Regions from separate parts of the Sus scrofa genome. Here region 1 is linked to region 2. Evidence: chromatin contacts called from public HiChIP or PLAC-seq data. All regions are on one chromosome and are shown on one strand. Each heading gives the region's core, a stretch centred on a gene start, on an enhancer-like site or on the middle of the called end of the contact. The rest is flanking DNA. Distances are from core to core; before and after follow the strand shown.

Region 1 (2,700 bases), core at 18-2,517, 230 kb after region 2:
AGCTTCTCAAACTACTAAACATAGGGTTTTGACACAGTTAATTTATCTCCTTCCATCTCCTAAGTTTCACCACCTATCTTTGAGTTTGAGATATATGCGAAGTACCAGATATACGAATGGGTATGGTACTTTTCCTCCATTGCACATATAGCATGGGGCGTATTAAGCTTTAATTAATTAAAAGCTCCAACCTCAAATACATCCCATACCTATCCGCAAAATCGATGTAATTAAATCCCAAGCCACTTATTTTTTCACACCCAGGTCTGAGGCACCAGAAAACGTTAACGTCTTCAGCGTCTCTTTCCCTCTTTCGCCAACCTCAGGAGAAGCCTGCCTTCGAAAAGAAAACCTGGGTGGACAAACGACTAACGCCAACGAGAGGGAATTCGGTCTCGTCGCCAACTTTGGAGGCGGCCGCCTCGCCCCATAATCAACCTCACCGCTGCCACCGCGGAAGGAAGCCACGTCCCCTCTTCCGAGCCTGAAGTCAGGCTGGGGATTACGAGGCACTTTTAAACAGCACCACGGCGCGGGATACTGTGAGGTCGGAAACCGCCGCCCCTTCCCCCCAGGGCGCTTCCCCACCTCGGCCACCGCGGCCACCTCGGCCTGGTCCCGGCTGGACTCGGACGGGCCGCCATGTTGCCTGAGCGCGGCCCGCCCGGGCCCCGGCTCCGCGGGCATCGCGGGCGGCTCCGCCCGGGAGAAGAGCGTAGGAAGCCCGTAGGACCGGCGCCCACCTGGTGCTGGAGTGGGGAGCGTCTTCGGCGGCGCGGAGGTTGTCTGGGTGGTGGGCGGTGAAAGCCAGGGTGTAGTCGTACTCGGAGGCAGGATGGTGCTGTTCTTCGCCGCTGTCAGCACGCAGAGCGCGGCCAGGCAGCCGACGGCCCAAAGAAGCTGGCGGGAGAGCCCCAACATCGCGTCCTTCGCGCTGGCGTCCAAGCGAAAGATGAGGTGCTCAACGGAGCGTGCGTCCCTCTGTCCCCTGCGGCGATGCCCTCGAGATTTCGCTCCCCCCGCGGGAGCGTGCCGGGGTCACGTGAGCTACCCCAGGGCCGCGGCGTGCGGAGGCGGGGCGCTGGCGACACCAACTGGAATCCTACGGGAGGGGGAACAGGAACATCGAGAGGAAACCTGAAGGAAGCTGTCCCTCCAAGCGACTGTATATAGCGAAGAAACTGGACAGACACATAAAATTCTTTTCTTTACCCTGAGACTGTCACAAGGATGCGGCTGGGCTTTTCTCGTTCCGGCAACAGAGAAGGCTCCCACCCCGTCTTGGATGGGACAAGCTATATGACGTAGCCACGGCGTCGTGGCGGTGAATCGGCTATACCCCACGTGACCCCCGGAGCCGCGCCCCTAGGACCCGAGTACCGCAAGGCGGAAGTAGTTTCCAGGCGTTTCGCTCAGGACCCGGGCAGGCATAAAGTTTGTACTGCCCTCGCGCGTTGCCAAGGTGCTTGCATAAGTATCCTTCTCAGGACCCGCGCGTTTCCCATTGAAAGTGGGTTTTGTTGTAAGTGACCTCGTGTTAGGAAATCCCAGGGAAATGGAGATACCGCGCGCGGTTCAGTTTTTGCTCTGGCGCCCACACTACGTGAGCGGCTGAGACACTGAAAGCGTTCTCCTGCTTTCCAGCCGGAGCCGCACACCATCTGCCTCTGTCACACTTTCACACCTTGAGTTTTCTGAGTCTCTCGCGGTTTCAGCCAGTGAGCGGTGGCAGCCGCCGGTCCGTGCCACTGCTATAGTGGAAGCATCAAAGACGGTAGAGTTGGAAATCCATCTGGGTTGTTCCCACCCCCACTTTACAGGTGAAGAAACCGAGACTCAGAAAAGTGACTCGACTGAAAGGCACAATTGCTTGGCGTCATGGCTGGATTTTGAAATGCCTGTTAATATTCTGCCACTGCTCAGGCTTTTAGTAGGGATGAGCGCCATCTGATGCTCAGTCTCACAAAAATATTTACGCGTACAGCCATGCTTCTATCAAATGGTAAAAGTTGGATTATAAAGCTGTTTTCAGCTATTTGTATTTATCATTTAATTTTAATTGCGCACACCTATCCTAAAAAGAAAAAGTAACGCAACATCAGTAGCTTTTGTGAGATGTACCCCGCTATGGAATCCACCCCCCCCCAAAAGATGACTGTGTAAGCTATTTACCTTGTTTACCTAAACTTGAAGGCTTTCCTAAACCTACAATCAAATCAGTGGGGTGCTTGTGTACCCTCCTGACTATAAACATTTGTTCCATGAACTAGGCTAGTTAGAGATTGCTTGGATGTAAGCCAGAAACTCGTTTTTTTACTGGTCCAACTTGCCATCCAAAGCATGAGAGTACAACCAAGTAAGTAAGTGAGGTCTCATCATCAGCCTTCAAACCTATCTCTTCAGTCAGGATTCCTCTCACACAGTATTTATTTAGCACATGACCATCTGATACCAGACCAAATGAAGGCACTAGTCAACTTTTTTTTTAATGTTGAAAATGTAATAGAAGTTCTGTTTTCTTCCCATACCCGGATGGATTGTCTCCATGCTAAGATGAAAACACGCTATTGTGGAGGCCACTGTTTTACAGTTTGCCACGGGGTGTTCAACTCTAGTTGTCAAATTTTTGTTGGTCTTCGTAAGGGGACATTTCACTCTTGTTTTTAAGACTAAAAAAGCATCAGCTTATTTAGCACAGCA
Region 2 (2,700 bases), core at 1-2,500:
GAACTGTCTAAAGTGCTTTTAATTCAATATACCTTTATGAAATTTTGAATTATGTTTCTAGCCTTTATAAATTGTAGTATTTTTTAAATTAATGCCTGATGACCTCCGAAGAGTCCCAAATAATAAATGATTGCTTTTTTTGTTTTGCTTATTGACTGAGGTACCTAATCTCGCCATATTTTAGAAACATTGTTCACTTTGCACATACCTTAAGCTAAATTTAAGGAATTATACACAAGGAGTTCCTGTCGTGGTACAGTGGTTAACGAATCCGACTAGGAACCATAAGGTTGCAGGTTTGATCCCTGGCCTTGCTCAGCGGGTTAAGGATCTGGCATTGCCATGAGCTGTGGTGTAGGTTGCAGACGTGGCTCGGATCCCGAGTTGCTGTGACTCTGGCGTAGACCCCAAGCCTGGGAACCTCCATATGCGCAGGTGCGGCCCAGAAAAGACAAAAGAAATTATACACAAATGATATTTAAAATTCAGTTAAATTTGAGACACAAGTGGTATTCCATTTTTTCATTTAGTAGGCTTATAACCTTAAGAACCAATATAAAATTAAGAGTATGGAAAGGTCTTTTAACTTTTGTGATGCTTCCTCCCTATCTTGTTTTAGAGCTGGGAAACTTTTCTTCTTTAGAAAGGGAAAAGCTTTGTGAAGAGGTCTTAAGCCCAAGTCTTTATGTGACAATTAGAAATAGTAACCTAGGAGTTCCTGTCGTGGCTCAGTGGTAACGAACCCGATGAGTATCCATGAGAATGGGGGTTGGATCCCTGTCCTCGCTCAGTGGGTTAAGAATCTGGTGTTGCCATGAGCTGTGGTGTAGGTCATAGACGTGGCTCAGATCCTGCGTTGCTGTGGCCATGGTGTAGGCCAGCAGCTGCAGCTCCAGTTTGACCCTTAGCCTGGGAACTTCCATATACTGAACTTGTGGTCCTAAAAAGCAAGAAAAAAAGAAAAGAAATAGTAAGCTAATCTTAGTTGACAGTAACTTAACTGTGGAAACCTTTCTTTGCTCTTCCCATTCTCTTTTATAAATCTAGTTTTGATTTATTTTAACACAAATCATCTGTTTTATCTTACTCTTTTATAACTATATTTTTGATATTTTGATTAGCAATATCATAAGAGATTTCTTTGAACATATAGCTTTATAATAAATTTACATTTGTTGACCTGTCTTTCCAGAAGCCTGCAGAAACTGGTAGACTCTTCTGAACTTTGGTTTCTCATGAAAATTCTTTAGGGCAACTAGAGAATTGGCATCATCGACTGAAGTAGAAATAGAAGACTGGCAGAAAAGGCATAATAGAAGAGAGGAGCTCAGAAGATAGGGTGGCAGTTTAAGAGATGGTGATTCCAAAGGGACAAAGTTGGAGGTACATCTTTATCTACAGGTGGGGAATGTTCAAAGTATGAAAGAATTAAAAGATCAAGGTCTTGGGGAGAAATTCCCATTGTGGCTCAGCAGAAATGAACCCGACTAGTATCCATGAGTGATGCGGGTTCAATCCTTGACCCCACTCAGTGGGTTAAGGATCCTGTGTGTCCACAGGCTGTGGTATAGGTTGCAGACGTGGCTCGAATCTGGCATTACTGTGGCTGTGGTGTAGGCTGGCAGCTGTAGCTCCGATTCAACCCCTGGCCTGGGAACTTGCATATGCGACTGGCGTGGCCCTAAAAAGCAAAAAAAAAAAAAGATCTTGGGGAGCTAGGAAAAGAAATTTTTTTAAAGGTAGTCTTTATATCCTCCTAGGAAATCTCAGAAAGTGTGTATAAGAGAAAGAGGATAATTGTGGACCCTCTGTGGGGGAGGAAGAAAACTGATACATTCTCATTGAGAGAATAGGTGCTATATCAGAAGACCTTTCATACCTGAAGTGGGAGATGGCTGAAAATAATTTATACTTCAAATTGTCCTTGAAAGTAACTAATGGCAGAGATAAAAGTTTCTTTCCCTCTGTTTTAAACAGTACATGTCCTTCACCCACTTTTACTCCCTCTCCCTTTACAGCTTCTTCAGCCCCAGAGATGTTCAGTTTTGTCACCTTATCATTTTTGTGACTTTAATTTTTCTTCTTGAAAATATGAATGCTATAGTTCATACTTAGCAAAAAACTCACCAGGACCATAATGAGCCCAGTCTTTCTGTGCCTTTGTTTTTAATGCACTTAGGACAGTGGCCCAATATATTTAGTTTATCAGTGGTGAAATTATTACTTCTAAAAATATATTACTAAAACAAATTACCAGAAGAAATTAAAATCAATTAAGGAATACTTGAACATTTCAATTAAGAATTGAGAATTTTCTTGCAAAATTAGTGTCATATAGTAGAAAAAACACAGATTTCAGAATTAGGAGACTTGGGGTTCATATTTGTGATTCCTCCAGTTAGTAGTTTAGGCAATTGAATAACTTTTTTCGGCCTCCATTTCTCATTTATAAATCTAGGATTGTATTACTACCTACCTCCCAGGCTTATTGTGAGGATTAAATGTCAAAGCACCCAGCAAAAGTGTTGGCACAGAATAAAAACTCAGTAAATGTTAAATCTGAGTACCCATGCAGACTTAGTAGAACCTAAGTTTGTATGGGTTAAAGCCTGAAGGCAAGAGCCAAAAGCTACTCTTCATAAAAGAATATTCTAATTTACTGGGTTTGTTTGTTTGTCTGTTTTTATGTTTTTCTTTTTC

What was found. HiChIP or PLAC-seq counts read pairs in DNA pulled down with a chosen protein or histone mark.
Region 1: an H3K27ac HiChIP or PLAC-seq map of skeletal muscle shows a contact between it and region 2. The contact joins the promoter of CD164 here to the promoter of C1H6orf183 in region 2. A contact is called at or near these places in 1 of 5 promoter capture datasets (liver) and 2 of 2 datasets of contacts at active chromatin or transcription factors (alveolar macrophages and skeletal muscle).

The regions. Positions count from the first base shown.
Region 1 is chr1:75,456,873-75,459,572 of Sscrofa11.1, forward strand. It overlaps CD164 (sialomucin core protein 24), which reads right to left and starts at 1,268. Exons shown (of 7, transcript XM_001924626.5): 1 at 1,213-1,268; 2 at 744-1,102. The coding sequence starts at 921. It overlaps LOC102164525 (a long non-coding RNA gene), which reads left to right and starts at 1,372. Exons shown (of 4, transcript XR_300811.3): 1 at 1,372-1,462.
Region 2 is chr1:75,226,885-75,229,584 of Sscrofa11.1, forward strand. It overlaps C1H6orf183 (putative uncharacterized protein C6orf183 homolog), which reads left to right and starts at 1,251. Exons shown (of 48, transcript XM_021090835.1): 1 at 1,251-1,383. It overlaps CEP57L1 (centrosomal protein CEP57L1), which reads left to right. Exons shown (of 11, transcript XM_021090896.1): 11 at 1,193-1,326. The coding sequence ends at 1,222.